Regions from separate parts of the Sus scrofa genome. Here region 2 is linked to region 1. Evidence: chromatin contacts called from public HiChIP or PLAC-seq data. All regions are on one chromosome and are shown on one strand. The core of a region is the stretch at or near the end of the contact, and the rest is flanking DNA. Distances in the headings are between cores, read along the strand shown.

Region 1 (4,033 bases), core at 1,372-3,871:
CTGCAGTTCTGATTTGACCCCTATCCTGGGAACTTCCCTATGCTGCAGGTGCAGCCCTGAAAAGAAAAAAAGAAAGAAAAAAAAAAAAAAAAAAAAAAAGACTGCTTTTGTACAGTTTACATTCTATGACTCTGTCTGTCAATGCAACTGCCCCTAATAGCACCAGTAGGACGAACTGAAAGGACAAAGTTTATTGCTTTGGCAGTGGCTCCAAGAGGAAGGCAAAGTGGAAAGGGATTTAGAATGAGATGGGTTTGTGACCTTGGTTAGGACTGGATAAGGATCCTGATGCAACTACCCCGGATTGGTGAAGAATTTGAGGTGAGGGATTCAGTGAATCTTAGGGTGCCAAGTTTCTGTTGATGGTTTCCACTGAAGAGTCTTGAGTCTTTCAGGAAGTTCCTGTCTGAACAGTCCAGCCTTTTGTCTGGGCATTATCTTCTGAAATAGTAAATCATGCTAACAAGGACAACGAAATACTTAACTTACATCAACACAGATTCTAAAGGATGTGGGAGGCAGGTGGTTTCAGTCCTCAGGACCCAAGCTATGCCTGAAGGAAGATAGTTTGGCTTTTCCTCTTTCCTTTTTTTTATTTTTGGCCAAGCCCTTGGCATATAGAAGTTCCTGGGCCGAGGTTTGAACTCATGCCACAGCAGCAACCTGAGCTGCTGTAGTGACATCGGCTGATATTTAACCCTCTACGCTAAAAGAGAACCCCAATCTGGAGTTCCCATTGTGGCTCAGTAGGTTAAGAACTGGACTAGTATCCATGAGGCCATGAGTTCAACCCCTGGGTTACAGATCCAACGTTGCTAGACACAGATGTAGCTCAGATCTGGCATTCCTGTGGCTGTGGTGTTGGCAAGCACCGCAGCTCCAATTCTACCTCTAGCCCAGGAACTTCCATATGCCTCAGGTGTGCCCCTGCCAAAAAAAAAAAAAAAAAGAGAGAGAACTGCATTTTGCGTTTTCTTTTCATACTTATTCATTTATTTTTTTATTTATTTTTAGGACCATGCCCCAGGCATATGGAGCTTCCCAGGCTACTAATTGGAGCTACAGCTGTCGGCCCATGCCACAGCAATGCCATATCTGAGCCTCATCTGCAACCTACACCACCGCTCACTGCAATGCCAGATTCTTAACCTACTGAGAGAGGCCAGGGGTCGAACCCACAACCTCATGAATTCTAGTTGGGTTTGTTACCACTGAGCCACGATGGGAACTCCTTGTTTTCATATTTGATGTTGAATCTAAGAATGGCACTCATTTTTTAGTGCCGCCCCTTTGGCATATGGAAGTTCCCAGGCTAGGGGTTGAATCAGAGCTGCAGTTGCAGGCCTACGCCAGAGCCACAGCCACAGCCATGTGAGATCCGACCCGTGTCTGTGACCTACTCCACAGCTCACGGCAATGCCAGATCCTTAACCCACTGATCGAGGCCAGGGATTGAACCCACATCTTCATGGATACTAGTTGGGTTCATTACTGCTGAGCCATAACAGGAACTCCATGTTGCTCGCTTTTGTACATTTTTACTCATTTTGCTTCCCCAGGTTGGCTTTTTTACTAGGAAGAAGACACATTGACTGCCAATCCATTCATCTGCCATTGAGATTTCTTTTCCCAGGTGAGTCCTTGTACAAGTCAGTCCTGTGTTGTTCCATGTCCAGCCAGTCCAAAGCTCCTTATGGAAAACATTCAGCCAACACATTCTCTTTTAGTATTTACCTCGAGGCAGGCTCTGTTTTAAGCATTTCACATTCACTGTTCATTTCTTTATTCATTCAACAATTTTTCGATGAGCACCTTATTTTGTCTCAAGCAGAGTGCCAGGTGCTAAGTACACAACTCTGAAAAAGACAGAGCTCCTGTCTTCAGGTGGTTTGTCCTCTGGGAATGTCATCGTCAAAGCAGTCCCAAGAGCTACCTTATGTTAATGTTCTTTATGGAGGAGGGGATGGGGTGCAGAGTGCTCAGGTGACTTGTTTGTGTCTTCCTGGTTGTATATAATAAGTTTGCAGGAACCCGAATTCATCTGACTCCAAAGATTCCGCTGTTAACCTCTGCTATTGGTCTGTTTACACTGGGTCTGGTCACTCTGTGATGTTCCTGAGCTGTGGAGCTGAGACCCTGCAATTCTCCTTGGCCGCCTTCCTGCTCTTCAACACGTGGCTCTAACCCCTGACTCCCTCTGCAGCCTCCAGCCCGAGGCAGGATGAAAATGGGGAACTGCCTGGTCACTCAGTGCTAAAAATAGTCAGCAACCACTTCTTCCCTTGAGATACTTGAGATTAATATCATTCCCAACTTCCACCAGAGGGAATACAATGCTCTGCTATTTTAATTCTTTTTTTTTTTTTTTTTTTGCTATTCTATTCTTGAAACATACCCAAGTTGACTCATCAACCAAAAGATGGAATTGAAACTAGAAATGATTCAGGGCTACAATTTTATTACCTCCCACTGCATAGTTTTTGAAAGATCACTATTGTGCTTATCAAGACCAGGGAATACAGGAGTTCCCTGGTGACTCAATGAGTTAAGGATCTGGCATTTTCACTGCTGTGGCTTGGGTTGCTGCTATGGCACGTGTTCAACCCCTCGCTGTGGAACTTCTGCATGCAGGGGGTGTGGCCAAAATATTCGTAGTACATAAGCTTCTGCTAATTGAGATTATCCAAGATACATGACTAATTTCAGGATCTGTGCTCTGGTAGTATATTCACAGTAAAAAACACTGGAAAAAGGCAAACTTCATTTGAAAAGATTGATTATCTTCCGTACTTCCGAAACAGCTGATAAAAATAGAATGGATGGACTTCATTTGTTGTTTTTAAATTTTATTTATTTTTTTCTTTTTTAAGGCCACACCTGCGGCACATGGAACTTCCCAGGCTAGAGGCTGAATAGGAGCCACATCTGCAACCTATGCCACAGCTTGTTTCTTGACCCACTGAGTGAGGCCAGGGATCAAGTACTCATCCTCATGGATACTAGTCGGGTTCTTAACCCACTGAGCCACAATGGGAACTCCTCAAAGCATTTTTATTTACATATTTACATATTTATTTATTTATTTATTTTGCTTTTTAAGGCCGCATTTGTGGCATATGGAGGTTCCCAGGCCAGGGGTCAAATGGGAGATACAGCTACCAGCCTATGCCACAGCCACAGAAACATCAGATCTGAGCCGCATCTGCAACCTACACCACAGCCTATGGCGATCCGGATCCTTAACCCACTGAGTGAGAGCAGGGATCAAACCTGCAACCTCATGTTTCCTAGTCGGATTTGTTTCCGCTGCACCACAATGGGAACTCCTAGTTACTTATTTATTTATTGGTCACACCCTTAGCATGTGGAAGTTGCTGGGCCAGGAATTGAACCCGCACCTCAGCAGTGACCTGAGCCACTACAGTGACCATGCAGCATCATTAACCTGCTGAGCCACAAGGGAAATCTAGTGAAACATTTTTTTTAAATTTATTTTGCTTTTTAGGGCTGCACCCACCACATATGGAGGTTCCCAGGCTAGGAGTCTAATCAGAGCTACAGCTGCCGGCCTACAACACAGCCACAGCAACTCAAGATCCGAGCTGCATCTGTGACCTACACCACAGCCCATGGCAACGCTGGATCCCTAACCCACTGAGCAAGGCCAGGGATAGAACCCACGCCCTCATGAATGTTAGTCCGGTTCATTAACCACTGCGCCATGATAAGAATTCCTGAAAGAACTTTCTAAATCCTGAAGATAATGTACTTCATACAGACATCAGCAATTGTGAATAAAAATACGATTAAAATTCTGTAAGATTCTTAAACTCATTCTATGAGGCACCGTCACCCTGATACTAAAACCAGACAAAGATACCACAAAAAAAGAAAATTACAGGCCAACATCACTGACGAACATAGATGCAAAAATTCTCAGCAAAATACTAGCAAACTGAATCCAGCAATACATTAAAAGTAACGTACACTGGAGTTCTCGTCATGGCTCAGTGGTTAATGAACCTAAATAGTA
Region 2 (3,818 bases), core at 355-2,854, 250 kb before region 1:
TTTCTATCACCTCAGAACATTTCCCGATGCCCCTTTCTAGCCTATCCTTCCACCTTGAGCCCCAGAAAACTACTGACCAGCTTCCTCTCTCTAGATCTATACATCTGTTTTACCTTCTTGAATTATATGTAAGTAGAATCAAACATTACATATATACGTATAATATAAATATATTTAATATTTTTACCTGGCTTCTTTCATTCAACATATTATTTTGGTGATTTGTCCATACTGTTGCATGTATCTGTCTGGGGTTTGCTCCTCTTTATTGCTGAGTAATATTCCACTGTTTAAATACAAAATTTGCACTGTTTTGGTAATCATTTGGTTGTTTCCAATTTGTGCCAATTATAAATACAGCTTCTATGCATATTCTTGCATAAGTATTTTTGTAGACATATTTCTCTTGGGTAAATATGTAGGAATGGAATTGCTGGGTCAAATGATGTTTAACCTAACAGATAATTGTACTATTTTATAGTCCCACTGGTAGTGGATGAGAATTCTAGATGTTGCACATCCTCGTCAACACTTGGTATTGGCAGTCTTTTTAATTTCAGCCATTCTAGAGGATGTGATGTAGCACCTTATTGTGGTGCTAATTTGGGGGGGGGGAGTACCTCCATTGATCTCTACACATCCTCACTCCTTACAAGGTCGATGTTCTTTGGCACTTATTGGCCAACTTCCTTACTGAGAGGGAAGCCCGTTCTCAAGAGTGACAACAAGGTGAAGTTCTCATTATAGGTTAGAACAGCTGGTGGCCAGACTGTTCATGTTTCCTTCTTTACGCTCAGCTTTCCTATTGCAATGACCAAAGTCAGGTCATGAAAACTTTGATGGACACCTTCCTCCCTGCAGTTTCTCTTTTGAGAATTTTCCTTTGCAATCAGCATCCTTGGGAAAGTTTGAATCACTCTCTCAAGTGGAATCTCCCGTTTTCCTTTTTCTACCCTTCAACTGCTAAAGAGCACTGGAGCTGAAGCAGACTTATCCCATCATTACTGCCATCTACCTAAGGCCTATGGTGACTTGTTATTAGAAAGCAAACCAGAACAAAGCTCTGACGCCTTTGCTTGAAAGCCATTAGCCAGGATGCATCATCGGTAACGAAGCACACTGCTGCATGTAACAGAAAATAGGTTAAGCAAAGTCGGAATAATTCCTTGTGTAATTGCAAAAACTAGAGTCTGACAGCGTTCAGGGCTGCACTGATGCAGTGGCTTGATGACATAATCATGAAGAAGTTTCTTTCCTTCCCTTGGCTGTTTCTTCCAGTCACCTTCATCCCACAACTGGCTTCCTTTTGTGATCACAATATTATTGGCCTGCTGGGAGTTCCTGTCATGGTTTAACAGTAACAAACCTGACTAGTATCCATTAGGACACAGGTTCTATCCCTGGCCTCCCTCAGTGGGTTACGTTTCTGGTATTGCCATGAGCTGCGGCATGGGCTCGGATCCCACACTGATGTGGCTGTGGTGTACACTGGTGGCTGCAGCTCTTATTTAAGCCCTACCCTGGGAACTTCCATATGCTGCGGGTTCAGTGCTATAAAAACAGAACAAAAAATTACTGGCCTACAACTTCCTATCTGCACATTTCCTCAAACCTTCTTTCCCAAAACTCTCCAGCAAGCCTGAGTCACGTCCCCATGCCTGAACCAGTCGCTGTGGCCGGGGGTGGAATCAGCTTAGGCAGAGCTGTGTGCTCCATTCCTAGAGTTACGGTGGAGCTGGCTTTTCCAGAAGTCGCTGGGACATCAGTGAGTGGAGTGGATATGGAATAAAAACTAGGGTATGTAGGAGTTCCCTGGTGGCTAAGCATATTAAGGATTCAGTGTTGTCACTGTTGTGACATGGGTTCAATTCCTGGCCTGGGAACGTCCACATACCGAGGGTGTGGCAAAAAAACCCAAACCAAATCAAACCAAACCAAGTAGGGTAGTTTGATAACAGGAGGAGGGAGAAGGGGTGGTGGCAAGGTAGCAACCAGGTCTGTTATGCCCTGGATTAACTGTTCTTCTGAATATTCTAGGAAAAAAAAAAAAATCTGCCATTGACATGAAAGTTTTCTCAAAATGTACTTTTCAAATTGAATGTCTCCTTAACCAACAACTTTAGCCACTCAGCTTCCTAAATTTCTGAAAAATCATCACCTCTATGTTGCCAAGGACTTTCCCCCAAACCTGATCCTTTTATATACACCAAACACCTAAGTTTACTAAGTTAACTTACAACCACAGATAGTCTCACCTTCCCCATTATCCCAAGTCATCAACACCAACAATTATCTCACCTACCTTTACAGCTGTCTGTTTATAATTCACTTTGGCAGCAGAACGTAGCCAGGAGAACATTTATGTGAGGCCAACTTAGCAAATATTTCTCTGGTTGACATTTTCGAGTGTAGGCATGCACATGTGCGCCTCTAGCTTATTACAGGCATTTCTTGGAGATATGGCAAGTGTGGTCCCAGACCACCACAATAATGCCAGTCATATGAATTTTTTTGTTTTCCAGAGCATAGAAAAGTTCTGTTTCACAATAGTCTGTTAAGTGTGCAGTAGCATTATGTCTAAAAAACAATGTACCTCACTTAAAAATACTTTATTGCTGGAGTTCCCATCGTGGTTAAGGACCCAACACTGTCTCTGGGTGGATTTATGTTCAATCCCTGGCCTCACTCAGTGGGATCTGACATTGCCACAAACTGTGGCATAGGTCACAGATATGGCTCAGATCTGGTGTTGCTGTGGCTGTGCCATAGGCCACAGCTGCAGCTCCAATTCAACCCCTGGCCCAGGAACTTCCATATGCAGCAGATTTGGCCGTAAAACAAAAAAACCAAACACTTTCTCGCTAATCAATGGTAACCATCATCTGAGCCTTCAGCAAGGCACAATCTTTTTGCCAGTGGAGTGTCTTGCCTTGATGGTGATGGCTGCTAACTGATCAGGGTGGTGGTTGCTGAAGGCTGAGTGGCCGAGTCAGTTCTTTTTTTTTTTTTTTAGGGCCAAACCTGTGGCATAAGAAAATTCCCAGACTAGGGGTCGAATCAGAGCTGCAGCTGTCAGCCCACACCACCGCAACACCAGATCTACACCAAAGCTCACTGCAATGTCAGATCCTTAACTCCCTGAGTGGGTCCAGGGGTGGTACCCACACCCTCATGGATACTAGCCAGATTTGTTACTGCTGAGCCACAACAGGAACTCTGTGGCAGTTTCCTAAAATAGGACAACTGTGAACTCTGCTGCATTTGGACTCTTTCTTTTACAAAGGATTTCTCTGCAGCATGCAATGCTATTTGATAACATTTGACCCACCATAGAACTTCTTTCACAATTGGCGTCTGTCATCTCAAACTCTGCCTCTGTTTTATCAACTAAGTTTGTCTTGTTTGTTTCATTTTTGGCCGCCCTGCAACATATGGAGTTCCCAGGCCGGGAATCAGATTTGAGGCGGAGTTGTACCCTAAGCCGCACCTACGGCAATGCTGGATCTTTTAACCCACTGTGCCGGGCCAAGGATTGAACCTGTGTTCAATGACACGGATTCCATTCTGTCACAGTGGGAACTCCTCAGTTAAGTTTATTCTAAATCCTTTGCTGTCATTTCAGCAAGCTTCACAGTATCTTTACCAGCAGACTGCATTTCAAGAAACCACTCTTTTTTTTTTTTTGGTCTTTTGTCTTTTTAGGGCTGCACTCAAGGCATATGGAGGTTCCCAGGCTAGGGGTCTTATCGGAGCTGTAGCCACCGGCCTACACCAGAGCCACAGCAACACCAGATCTGAGCCCCGTCTGTGATCTACAG

The links. HiChIP or PLAC-seq counts read pairs in DNA pulled down with a chosen protein or histone mark.
Region 2: a contact with region 1 is called in an H3K27ac HiChIP or PLAC-seq map of alveolar macrophages. The contact joins two enhancer-like sites. A contact is called at or near these places in 1 of 47 Hi-C or Micro-C datasets (retroperitoneal adipose tissue) and 1 of 2 datasets of contacts at active chromatin or transcription factors (alveolar macrophages).

What each region holds. Positions count from the first base shown.
Region 1 is chr13:18,107,184-18,111,216 of Sscrofa11.1, reverse strand. No RefSeq gene overlaps it. Among named protein-coding and RNA genes, the nearest start is that of GPD1L, 17 kb to the left of the region's middle. Within about 2 kb of position 2,621, at least 7 of the 83 cell types and tissues checked have an H3K27ac peak or open chromatin away from gene starts, as enhancers often do. A contact at or near this core is called in alveolar macrophages, where this site is marked.
Region 2 is chr13:18,359,202-18,363,019 of Sscrofa11.1, reverse strand. No RefSeq gene overlaps it. Among named protein-coding and RNA genes, the nearest start is that of CMTM7, 11 kb to the left of the region's middle. Within about 2 kb of position 1,604, at least 1 of the 83 cell types and tissues checked has an H3K27ac peak or open chromatin away from gene starts, as enhancers often do. A contact at or near this core is called in alveolar macrophages, where this site is marked.